Linked DNA regions of Oryctolagus cuniculus: region 1 is linked to region 2. Evidence: chromatin contacts called from public Micro-C data. All regions are on one chromosome and are shown on one strand. Each heading gives the region's core, a stretch centred on a gene start, on an enhancer-like site or on the middle of the called end of the contact. The rest is flanking DNA. Distances are from core to core; before and after follow the strand shown. Region 1 holds the start of OSM (oncostatin M). Region 2 overlaps NF2 (NF2, moesin-ezrin-radixin like (MERLIN) tumor suppressor).

What was found. Hi-C and Micro-C count contacts between places; a contact is called where the count stands out from the background.
Region 1: a contact with region 2 is called in a Micro-C map of ear pinna, with 1.9 times the contacts expected there. The contact joins the promoter of OSM here to the enhancer-like site in region 2. A contact is called at or near these places in 2 of 6 Hi-C or Micro-C datasets (ear pinna and an unstated tissue).

The regions. Positions count from the first base shown.
Region 1 is chr21:23,579,789-23,585,831 of mOryCun1.1, reverse strand. OSM (oncostatin M) reads left to right here and starts at 3,760. Exons shown (of 3, transcript XM_008274704.4): 1 at 3,760-3,904; 2 at 5,538-5,671. The coding sequence starts at 3,871.
Region 2 is chr21:22,982,808-22,989,220 of mOryCun1.1, reverse strand. The region is part of intron 1 of NF2 (NF2, moesin-ezrin-radixin like (MERLIN) tumor suppressor); the gene reads right to left. Among named protein-coding and RNA genes, the nearest start is that of NF2, 27 kb to the right of the region's middle. Within about 2 kb of position 2,385, at least 2 of the 8 cell types and tissues checked have an H3K27ac peak or open chromatin away from gene starts, as enhancers often do. A contact at or near this core is called in ear pinna, where this site is marked.

The sequences.
Region 1 (6,043 bases), core at 2,511-5,010, 600 kb before region 2:
AGCGGAGCAGCCGGGACTCGAACCGGTGCCCATATGGGATGCCGGCACTACAGATGGCAGCTTTACCCGCTAAGCCACAGCGCCGGCCCCTCCTTTGTCCATTTTTATTAAACAGGATTATCTGTCTTCGTTGTTATTGTTGATTGTGTCACAGAGGGGAAACTGAGGCTGAGGCGGGGGTGGGGGTATGAGAGGGCAGAGAACAGCGGGCTCCCAAGCAGACTGCGTCTAGAGCCTGGAGTCTACCTCCATCTGACCGGGAAGCTGCCGAGCCACCTCCTCCCCACCCCCTCCAGCTCTGCCCGGACTCCTCCACCCCACCCTGACCCCCAGGCCCCTGCAGGTTCTGTCCTTGCCCCCACCGTGGGAGGGCGGGCCGGAAAAGCGAGCCAACAGTGATTCTGAGGAACCGAGCCGGGCCGCTCTTCCTCTCCGAATCACGCGGACCTGACTGACGTGGCGGGCAGAGGGGACAGCCCGGGGCCTGTGGTCGGGGAGCCTATTTATACTGGCTGCGCTGTGTTGCAAGGTTTTCCTGCTGGCGGCAGGGACGTCACTGGGCGCTGAGCTCACCAGCGCGGCTGACGCACCTTCCCTCACCCGCGCTGGTGCGGCTGCGAGGCCTCTTCCAGGCACCACCTAGCTCCCAGGCTCTGAGCCCCTCTCCCTGCCGCCCCCCAACCACGCCTCCTTTGCAAGCTCTTAGGAGCCCAACCGGGTCCCCTCCAAGCTCCGACGTGGAAGCCCCCACCCTCATTATCTCGGAGAGTGGCCGTATTTGGACGTGGGGCCCTGGAAAGAGATGGTTACGGTAGAAGGAGGTCATTGGGGGAGGCTCCATCCGACCTGGCTGGGGGCCTCAGAAGAGCAGACGAGGACCTGGATGCATAGATCAACCGACAGTCACGTGAGGATGTGGCAAAGAGCCATCTTCAAACCAAAGACCGGGGTCTCTGGCCTGGCGCTGTGGTGTGGCAGGTAAAGCTGCCACCTGCAGTGCCGGCATCCCATATGGGCACCGGTTCCAGTCCCAGCTGCCCCTCTTCCCATCCAGCTCTCTGCTGTGGCCTGGGAAAGCAGTGGAAGATGGCGCAAGTGCTTGGGGCCCTGCATCCATGTGGGAGACCTGGAAGAAGCTCCTGGCTCCCTGCCTTCAGATCGGCGCAGCTCCGGCTGTTGTGGCCATCAGGGGAGTGAACCAGCAGACGGAAGACCTCTCTCTCTCTCTGTAACTCTGCCTTTCAAATAAATAAATCTTAAAATAAATAAATAAATAAAAGGGCAGGGGTGGGGGAGCTCAGCAGTCACCAGCGGCGCTCTGCTCAAATCTGATTCCAAGCCTCCAGGGTGGAAGAAATAGAATCTGAGCTGCTTAAGCTGCACCTGCTACCACTACTGCCCCTCCCCTCCCCCACTCCCCACACCTGAGGGCTCTGCCTTCCCGGATTCACCCGAGAACGAAAAACATTCAGAAATAATCCCCTAAACCAATCAGCGTGACAGCTATTTACACAGCGGTTGCAATGTGTCAGGCATCATGGGTAATCTAGAAGTGATTTAAAGAACAGGGGAGGCGATGTGTAGTTTGATGCAAAGACTGCCTTTTTTTTTTTTTTTAAGATTTTTTGAAAGGCAGAGTTACAGAGAGGCAGAGAGAGAGAGAGAGAGAGAAACAGAGAGAGGTCTTCCATCTGCTGGTTCATCCCCCAACTGGCCACAACGGCCGGAGTTGCGCTGATCCAAAGCCAGGAGCCAGGAGCTTCTTCCAGGTCTCCTACGTGGGTGCAGGGGCCCAAGCACCTGGGCCATCTTCCACTGCTTTCCCAGGCCATAGCAAAGAGCTGGATGGGAAGAGGAGCAGCTGGGACTCGAACCGGCCACTCATATGGGATGCTGACACTGCAGCCGGTGGCTTTACCTGCTATGCCACAGCGCCAGCCCCAAGACCATGCTGTTTTGCAGAAGAGACTTGAGCATCCATGGATTTGGGTATCTGGGGGGGGGGGTCCAGGGAACCGGCTCCTCGTGCAGAGTCCCCTAGCAAAGCCATATACAAGCTCTCCTGGCTTTTGGTGACGTGGGTATTGAGGGCTCTTAGTCCTGGGCTTGAAGCCCTCTCTTACCTGTCCACAAGGTGGCCTCCTGGGACTGCAGGGAGGGCAGAGCACTGGGTTCAAGTGCAGCCAGCCCAGCCACACCCGAGACGGGACAAGGAGCTCCGCAGCCCTGAACTTCTCAGTACTCGGGTTTCCTCTCTTTCTCCCGGGAGCGCTTGCAAGATGAGCTCAGGGATGTGAAATGGAGAAGAATCCCAGCTGGGCACAGGCCCCAGGGAACGGTGGGCAGGAGTAGGCGAAGACACAGGAATTTAGCGGATGAGAGTGGGCGTGGCCACGGTGGGTCCTGGGCCCCAAGCGGGGAGTCCCCCAGCGAGTGGACAGCACCAGGGAGCTGGTGTGGTCACATCCAGCTGTGACTGGATGCACCTGCGAGTGGCTGGCACAGACGGGGGGGCGTGTGTGCGGAGGTGGAGGGCGGTGGGCACAGCCTCTGTCTAGCTAACTGGCCATTCCCAGTTCTGGCTCTGCAGGCCAGAGCAGCCCAGCCACCCCCGCCTCCCCGTGCAGCCCCAGGGACCCCAGCCTGGCTCCAGAGGGGGCGGGCCAGGGACCCCCTTCCGGGCCTGTGCGCGTGCTGAGGCCTCCGGGCATGGCCTGCACCTTGTCTGCTGTCCCCCGGGCCTCGTAGCACGGCGCAGTGGCACCTGGCTGGGGAGGTGCCTTCTCCAAGTTTCCTCTCTGATGTTCAGACAAGCGGAGAACCAACCCACGATCGCTATCTTTCAGAGAAAGTGAAACCTGGTCCCCAACCGTCACCGGGCGGGCGACTCCCCTCCCCAGCTTCCCCTCAGAGCTCGCCGCTTCCCCATGTCCTCACCCACCCCCTCCATCCCGCCCCCCAGAGCAAATACTTGGAATTGGTTTCATCTTTCCTTTTCCTTTCAAAGGCCTTTTGCCTTTTATGTCCATGATAGCAGCAGCCCTAGGAAGTGGGCTGGCCAGGGCTTTTCTCCCTCATTCCACAGCAGCCCAGAGAGGGTAACTGCTTTGCCTCAGGTCACACAGCATGTCAGCCTCCTGTTTCCCTTGACCCAAGCCTCTTGTTCCCACTAGAGGACGTGGTGAGCAGAGAGGGGCCTGAGCAGGGGTGCATGGGAGAGGAGAGGGAGACAGCAACACAGCAGGAACCTGGCTGTGGTGATGCTGGTCCCAGGGCTGGAACCACAACACCAGGGGCTTTCGGCCTGGGTCTGGCTCCGTGCCCAGAGCCCAGTGGTTTCCGCTCACAGATGTCCCAACTGCCCCAGCAAGGGGGCGGGATAGGCACCCAAGAAGGAGGATGTCTCGCTGCCCTCAGCCCCAAACCTCCGTGACCGCGAGGCCGCCGGGTACTGAGCGGACATCGGCCCGGGGGCCTGCAGAGAGACGCGGCTCCCGGCCCCTCCCCCCACCGCTCCCGGCCTCCCCCGAGATGGCAGGGACCCCCTGCTCCCCACTGTCACCCCAGAAGGGCTGAGGCTGCAGTTTGCATCACCCTTGGGCGTGGGGCTGACCTCGAAGAACGAATTCGAAGAAAAGAGGAGGAGGAGCGGGCACAGCACCGCGCCCAGAGCCCATTGGCCGCCCGTGGAAAGTTTGGTTTTTGGGGTCATGTTCCCAGAAGGCCTGCCCTCCCCCCACCCCCTCCCCACCCACCTCACGAGGTGTTGGCCAATCGCCCCGGCGGGCATAAAGTGGCTGCCAGCCCGCAGGGCTCCCAGCCGGGAGTCGTCACCCGCGGCGGGCACGGGCTCGAGCGCGGGCACCCAGCATGCGGGCACGGCTCACATGGAGGTCGCTGTTCAGTGAGTACTTCCTCCCGCCGGCTCGGCTCGCTGAGCCGGGGCCACCTGTCCCCTCCGGGAGCTGGGGAGACCGGGCACCAGGCAGAGGGATGCTGAGACCGGGAGAGAGCTAGGAGGCCAGGCAAACGGAGGGGTCCACGGGGAACCCAGCATCCCCACGGGTAGACAAGGGCTCTCCCTGGAAGGCTTCCTGGAGGAGATGTTGAGGCAGCTCTGGGAGCGAGGAAGTGAAGGAAGCAGGAGAGAGAGGCAGATGGCAACTGGGAGCGGTGGGGTGGGGAAGCGGTGCACGGCGTGGAGGGGCCCATGGGGCCTCCTTCTCCTCCCGACTGGATTTGAAGAGTCGGGGTGGGCAGGAAGGCAGCCAGGCCAGCGTCCCGAGCACACACAGTCAGGCAGCACACACACAGTAACAGGTGCATGGAGTCCCCTGAGGTCGCCCAGGCTGAGACCCTGGGCCCGGGTGAGCAGAGCAGGTGCACCCTTACAGATGCCTGCTCCCACGTGCATACACACACACACACACACAGCAGCCCCCCGCCCCCCAGCGGAGCAATGAGGGTGCCCCGTGGCTGGCCCCTCAGCCCTCCCCAGCAGCCTGTCTTCCCCACGGGGTTGAACGGTTTGTAGGAAGGGGACGATGGTGTCACCGCCTTCCGGCCCATTGCGCCACAGGCCTCTTCCGACCACGTGGTTGCTGGTGCACGGCGGGGGTGCGGTGAGAGCCGTAACTGGGCCCGCCCCCTGGGACCTTCTGAGTGGCTCGCAGCATCGCTGGGGGACCTGAGAGAAGTGGCTGTCCCTGCTGGAGAGAAGAGGGAGGCGTGGGAGGTCAGGGGAGCACCGGCTGGCTGAGCCTCACTGTAACCGTCGGGAACAGGGGCGTGTGCCCTGGGCAACCTGCCAGGTCCTTTCCAAACTTGACCTCCTGGGTCTGCAGACAGAACACAGGCACCAGGCCCCTCCCAGGCTGCCTGCCCCACAGCTCTCTCAAGCCTACCTGTGGGGGGCAGGACCCAGGTCTCTTAAGGGGGTGCTGACAAGTTAGGGTCCTGAGGCAGTGGCCAGCACTTAGTGCTGAGGTCTTGGTGGGAGCCAGTCCCCTCCACAGGCTGCCCTCAGCCAGCTCCTGATCTTATGTATTTTTTTACTTGAGAGGCAGAGTTACAGAGAGAGAGAGGTTTTCCATCCGCTGGTTCACTCCCCAGATGACCACAAGTGCCAGAGCTGAACCAATGTGAAGCCAGGAGCCAGGAGTCTCCTCCAGGTCTCCCATGTGGGTGCAGGGGCCCAAGGACTTGGGCCATCTTCTACTGCTTCCCTAGGCCATAGCAGAGAGCTGGATTGGAAGTGGAGCAGCCGGGACTCGAACCGGCGCCCATATGGGATGCCGACATTGCAGGCAGTGGCTTTAGCTGCTATGCCACAGCGCCTGCCTCCCAGCTCCTGATTTTAGCACTGCAACCTCTGCTGAGAGACCGCCTTGGTGAGGGCCCTGTCCCCTCCCACATGGTTTCAGGTCCTGGCGAGTGACTCACTGGGGCGGCAACCAGGGTGGGGGAGGCCCCAGTGCGGGTCCAGGGATGGGCACTGCGAGGCCCTGAGTTAGGTGACGCCTCCCCTCTCTCCCCAGGTGTGGTCCTTGGACTCTTGCTTCTGAGTACCACGGCCAGGTGCAGCTGCTCGCGCCGGTACCCGGAGCTCCTGGACCAGCTGCGGAACCAGGCGGACCTCCTGCAGAACCCTGAGAGCCTGCTGATCCCCTACGTGAGTTCCCAGCCCCGTGGTGTGTGTGTGCAGACATCAGCAAATCAGGGAGCTGCTGGGAGGGCCAGGCCCAGCCCCTACACACACCTGCCTCCACCGAGGTCCCCAGACCCCAGTCACCACGTGCACGATGCCCCGCCCCGACCAGCGCCCTCGGGCCCCTTGGCCCTGCCTACCATGACCTTCTAGGACCTTTCTGACTCTGTCCAACAGGAGTAGGGACAGGGGTGGGTCACAGGAATGGGGTGGGGAGCGGGCCTAGCATTTTTCTTTTTAAGATTTGTTTATTGGCCGGCGCCGCGGCTCACTAGGCTAATCCTCCGCCTTGCGGCACCGGCACACCGGGTTCTAGTCCTGGTCGGGGCGCCGGAT
Region 2 (6,413 bases), core at 1,136-3,635:
CCGAGCCAAAAGGCTGCCCTACACTTCTTTGTTTTTAAGATGTAAAATAACATTTGTTGGATGCAAAAAGACAATGTGTTTGCCCCCCCCAGGAACTTGCAAGAAGTGAAGAGAAAAAATTCTCACACCTTTTCAGAATGCTCTGCTTAGATTTTTAACTTTGACTGAAGGCTACATAATGGTGTAAGCAGGATTCCTACAGGGAAAACAGGCATGGATCTAGGTCAGAAATGAAAACAAGTGAGGGGCGGGGATGTGGCACAGAAGGCTGAGACACCATTTGGGATGCTGGTACCCATGCTGGAGTGCCTGGGTTCAAGTCCTAGTTCCACTCCTGGTTCCAGTTTCCGACTAATGTGCGCCCTGGGAGGCAGCAAGTGATGGTTCAGGTAGTTGGGTCCCTGCCTCCCACAAGGGAGGCCTGGATTAAGTTCCCAGCTTTAGCAGCCCAGCCCCAGCTGTTGCAGGGATTTGGGTGACAGATCAATGGATAAGAGAGCTCTGTCTGGCCAGTGCCACGGCTCACATGGCTAATCTTCCGTCTGCAGCGCCTGCACCCCGGGGTTCTAGTCCCAGTTGGGGCGCTGGATTCTGTCCCGGTCGCTCCTCTTCCAGTCCAGCTCTCTGTTGTGGCCTGGGAAGGCAGTGGAGGATGGCCCAAGTGCTTGGGCCCTGCACCCACATGGGAGACCAGGAGGAAGTGCCTGGCTCCTGGCTTCGGATTGGCGCAGCGCCGTGGCAGCCATTTGGGGGGTGAACCAACGGAAGGAAGACCTTTCTCTCTGTCTCTATCTCACTGTCTAACTCTGCCTGTCCAAAACAAAAACAAAAACAAACAAACAAAAAAACTCTGTCTTTCAAATAAATTAAATCAATAATTTGGAAAAATTAAATGTTTTTTAAGAATTAAAAAAAATGAGGTTAGAAGAAGGAGAGAAGGAAATGAGTCTATATAAAAATCATGATGTCAGGGCCAGTGTTGTGGTACAGTGGGTTAAGCTGGGCTTGCAATGCCGGCATCCCATGAGGGCACTGGTTCGAGTCCCGGCTGCTCCACTTCTGACCCAGCTTCCTGTTAATGCACCTGGGAAAGCAGTGAAAGATGGCCCAAGTGCTTGGGCCCCTCCACCTACATGGGAGACCTGGATGGAGTTCCAGGCTCCTGGCTTTGACCTAGTCCAGCCATCTGGGAGTGAACCAATGGATGGAAAGTCGACCTCTCTCTCTCACTCTTTCTCCCTTTCTCTGTAACTCTGCCTTTCAAATAAATAATAAAATAAATGTTTTCCCTTTAAATCATGATCTCTACAGGGAACTGCCAGTTGTCTGGTGGAACTGAGACTGACAGCTGGGCTCAAGAGGCGGTTCGGCGTGCGATGCGGGACCAGCCAAAGGCCATTGTCAGAGGAGCAACAGGCTCAGATGTGCATTCCGGATGCCCTCTACGACTGGGAGGAGAAGGAGAGGCAAGGAGCCCAGAACCAAGAAGGGCAGGCAGGAAGCCAACTCCTGCTAAAAGGGTGGCCGTTGAGGGGAAGACTGCGGCCTGGCAAGTGGCCAGGAGACGCACCCAGAGCCGGGTCCGAATGGGACTGGAGGAGGAAAACTGAGGGACACAGACACAGGCACTTCCGCTTCAGTGCGGAGCTGCCAGTCAACAAGGATGAGACACAAGAGAGGCAGCAGATCTGGGAGGAAGAGATGCACAATTAGGTTTGAGACAAGAGTAGGTTAAGGGAACTAAGGCAACCAGGGAGATGCTCTAAATATAGTTGACTTAAAGCCCTGAGTCCACTTACAAAAGACAAGATGCTCTCTTTTAAGCAAGCAAGTAAGGAGTGTCTGCTTGGTTAAATCTGACCGCAACGTGCCGTGACCTCTAAGAGGCAGGACTTCTCTGAGCGGCCCTCCCCAGATGTAGGACACCTGCTGGGCCTTCCTAATGTGGGGTTCTACTTCTTGGCCACAGATGCGCCGGGCACTTCTCAGGACCTCGTGGAAGGCAGGTCTTCGGCTGTGAACGGGGCTTCCTGGGTGCCAGCCGGCTTGCCAGGACATGAGCGAGCTCGTCTTCGTTTTTTTTTTTTTCACAGGCGGCGCACTGTGCTGATGCAGTGAAGTGACTCACTGTCATCTGAGTGTCCCCCTACATGGTAGGCGCCTCCAAGCCAGAGCACTATTAGTCATCTTCTCAGTCCCCAGCGTCCAGGTGAGCACGCACGCACAAAGACTCGGCAAACACTGGCTGTCCAACAGATTCACCTTGACTACGTAAAATCCCCAGATCAGAGGCTGAGTGCAAAATCACATCACCTCCCCACCCCTACCCCCACCCCGGGTTCATCTACTCCTTCCACAAACATTTAGAGGACACGCACTGTGTCCAAGTACTGCCCGCAGTGCCGGGGATAAACTGGAACCAGACAAGTCTGCTCTCAGAGATCTAGTACTGTAACCGGCTAGGAAGACAATCACCTCCCTCACTCCATGCAAAAAAAAAGATAACAACAACAACTCCAGGGGTGGGGTTTGCTAAGGAGCCTGGGAGTGCCTAGTTTGCATGCCTGGTTTTGGCTCCTGACTCTAGCTTCCTGCTAAGGCAAATCCTGGGAGGCAGCAGTCATGTTTCAAGTGGTTGGTCCCCGCCACCCACATGGCAGACCCAGACAGGTCGGGGTCTTCAGCCTGGCCCATTCCTGGAATTTGGGTTGTGAGTAAACAGATGAGAATGCCCTTTCTCTTTCTCTCTCTCTCGAATAGGAGCACATCCTCTCTCTCTCACAAAAAATAAATAAATAAATAAATAAATAAATAAAATTAAATAAAAATACTCAACCCAGGTATAGTTTTCAGCACTACAACACTTGTAGGGTTCACGGGGACCCCCCTAGGATGTGACCAGGAGAAATAGGGAAATGACACTGAAAATGACCTATGTGGGAAAGAGGGGCCAGGGAAGACTGGGCTTGGAGCAGAAGGAGTGAGCAGCCTGGTGTGTTCTGGGCACAGGAAACACCATAGGCGAATGTCAACAGGCATTCCTTAAAGGAAAAGGAAACAATGTAACTCCACTTGACAGAAGATTGCAGACTAGAGAAGACAGCTGTGTTTCCCAGAAGGCCAGAACTAGCATCTAAAACCAACTCCTTGTCAGCCATCTCACTCCACCTCTCTCAAGTGAACCACAGAGCCCATAAAGGTACTTGGTGACTACTTCTCCCACACTCCCAAGGATGGACATAACTAATACCCTTCTGGCAGTTAAACTGTTACATACGATGGATGCCTTAGGACGCTAGGGCTTAATTCTTTCCAGGAGGCAGTGTAGAAGGCACAGATAAGTGATGGGTGCCCACTATCAGCATGAATCTCAGCGCTGTCACTGGGTGACCTTGGGCAGTTATTGGACTTCCTTGTGCTCTCCCCTGGGGATAATAAACAGAACCTGGCTTAACAGACTGATCTAGGGATTAAGTGCATTAATAGATTTAAAATGCCTACGACAGGGCTCGACCCACAGTAAATAAATCCTCCATAAGGGGTGGTTATTGTTAATTCTGAACCTGCCTCCTCCCAGGCGGTGCTGCTCACAGCCTCCAGCCCGCCTTCACCGAGGATGATGGATGACAGGTCAGGAAGGGCACCATCAGTTCTCATTGAGCTACCCAGACGATCACCCACTTGACAAACATTTACTGAGCACCCACCACATCCTAGTCATTGTGCTCAGCACAGGCGATACATGATGAATTCAGGACAAGACACTGTCCCTGTTTATGCCTGACGGGGAAGACAGATAAATGAATAACAAAAACACGACCTGGGAAGTGCTAACAGGACAGGGTGCTGTGGGAACCCAACTCGGGCCTGGGGGGACAGGAAAGGAGGGATGTGAGGGTCTTCCCAAGGGGCTGCTGTCACGGGTGGGTCGTGGACACCGGGTGGTGAAGGGGCTGACGGAAGGGAGGTCACGCCAGCCGGAGGGAACAGCATGTCTGTAGCTTGAGTCCAAGCTGTTGCAGAGTGAAGGAATGTTCTTTGCACTTTTTCTAGTATCTGACAAACAGCATAATTAGCCTATCTGCAGTACTGAATGTTCACTGCAGAATCTGCAGCCTCGGTCTGATGGGTGTGACGACTCTGCCTGTCCACAACTGATTAGGAACCAGGCGCCTACCTGGGTCGCTGGCTCTCTGCTTCTGAGCAGTGATGCATCTGTAACAACACCTGTGGGGCTCTGGGAAGTTGGACCAACGAGATGAGCTCATGTTTATTTTCTTGTGAAAATATTTTCTTTTCTGACAGCTGATGGCACGTAAATCTTTCAGGCCCTGTGCTCAGACTACGTACAGGTCTTTATGTTGGGGTTTCTAACTTTTCCTGAACAGGCTGCCAAAAACAGAACAGCTCCTGGTTCTGACAAATGTTCATTTAAACCCATCTCTTGAGGTGGGTATTTGACCCAGTGGTCAAGATGCTCCCGTCCCATATCAGAGTACCTCTACCAGATACCTGGCTCCAGCTCCTGATGCAGCTTCCTGCTAACGCGGAACCTGCGAGGCAGGAACGATGGCTCAAGCGGTCGGCTGCCTCCCACCCACAGAGGAGACCCGGATTGAGTCCCTGGCTCGAGGCTTTGGCCCCATGGCCACTGGGGGCATTTGGGAGAATGAACCAGCAGATGGGAGTGCTCTCTCTCTTTCTCAGATATTTTTCAAATAAATGTTTAAAAAGCCATCTTTTTCCAGCCGAAGTGTTCTCAGTCCACCACTGCTCCCTGCTTCACCGCAGCCTAGCAGAGCAGAGGGATCTGGGGAGTGGGCAAACAGATGGGAAAGACAAGTGCAGGGAATGAGGGAGGCGGTTTGCAGGGAGACGGAAATCGGGGGGGGGGGGGCCTGGGCCTTAGTGCTGGACGCTCCCCCTCCGCAGGCCTCCTCCTCAAGGTGCCCTTGGGGCGTGGGGGCCAACGGGAGGGAGTCATGGCTGTGCTCTGCCAGGACTCCGCCGGGCCGTGGTGCTATTTCATGGATATATACTTGTGCCTGTATCAAAGATAGATGTGCATGAACTTTATAAACAGGACTAAGTGCTGTCAGCTTGTGATTTTTTTTTTTTTTTTTTTTGGTAGGGGCTGAATTTATGAGCTTTACCCAGAGTGAAGTGCTTGTAATTTATCAAGCTAGAGTGTTTTAAGTAAATAGCACTAAGCACTTACCCTCCGCAGCAGGCACACAGGGAATGCAGCACTTTTCTGTTATAGGAAGCAACTGGCACCAAGCACCTGCAGCGCTGATTGGGGTCTATTAGCCGGGGAGGCATTAGGAGTAACATCTAGTGACAGCCTTCTCTCAAGGGGCCAGGTCTGCACCCCTCCTCCACCCTCAAAAACTGCCATTGCTTTGTTGCTGCGGCAGAACCTCACATGGCTTCCCCCCTGGTTCCCTGTGCCATGCGGCCATCAGCAATGGAACCCCTTGCCTTTGCAGATGTCCCAGTGCAGAGTGAGTAGGAGAGCAGCCACACGATGGGAAAAGGCCACTGCTAGAGGACAAGTTTCTCGAAGAGAGTGAACGGAATTTGGCTGCTGCTGCGTATGAAAGCGTAAGGAGAACCCACGGAGTAAGGTGGGCTTTACACAGAACATTCATCACCAAGGCTGAGGAGCGACAGTTAGTTGCACAGAGGTCTGGGGGGAGTGGGGACTAAATTATCAGCCACACATGGAATGCTATTTGGCTGTCTATGCCACAGAAAATGAAGGAGAACTGACAAAGCCAGTATTCACTTATCAGGGTTCCTTCTAATTAGCTCACAAGCTGCCCTAGCATTTGCCACAAAAATTGTGGAAAGGTTAACTCCCTTACAGAGAGCAACAGAAGGAACAGTGCCTCACCAAGCTCAGGACATGTGCCACATGTCTCCTGTCGTTTCAGAAATGGAAAATCCAGGGTGACTGTGAGTTTTCCACTCCATGGTTATCCATAACCGATTTTGGCAGTCCCAGCTAGCCTATGAGAACAGACTTACAGAAGACCTGAGAATTTAAGATACTCACACACCAGCTTTTATTTGCCTGCTTTGAAAAAAAAAAAAAAAAAAGATGCCAACAACCTCAATTTACCAGATAAATGCAAGAGAACCAAGTATAACAATGATTCTGCAGTGCAGTAAATTGAGTAATGAAGTCCATTAAAATCTATTCTGATCACTCAAAGAAGATCAAAAGCATAGCAACACAGGTATACCTCAACTCAGGATGTGACCACAAAACCAGGCTCTTATGTCTCATGAGCTTAAACTGCAAAACCATCCGGCCGTTTCTGTTCCCAATTAGAGGACACACCACCTTGTACTCAGCCATTATTTCTCAGCATGAGGGAAAGGGGCTCCTCTAGCAGAACCAAGATCAT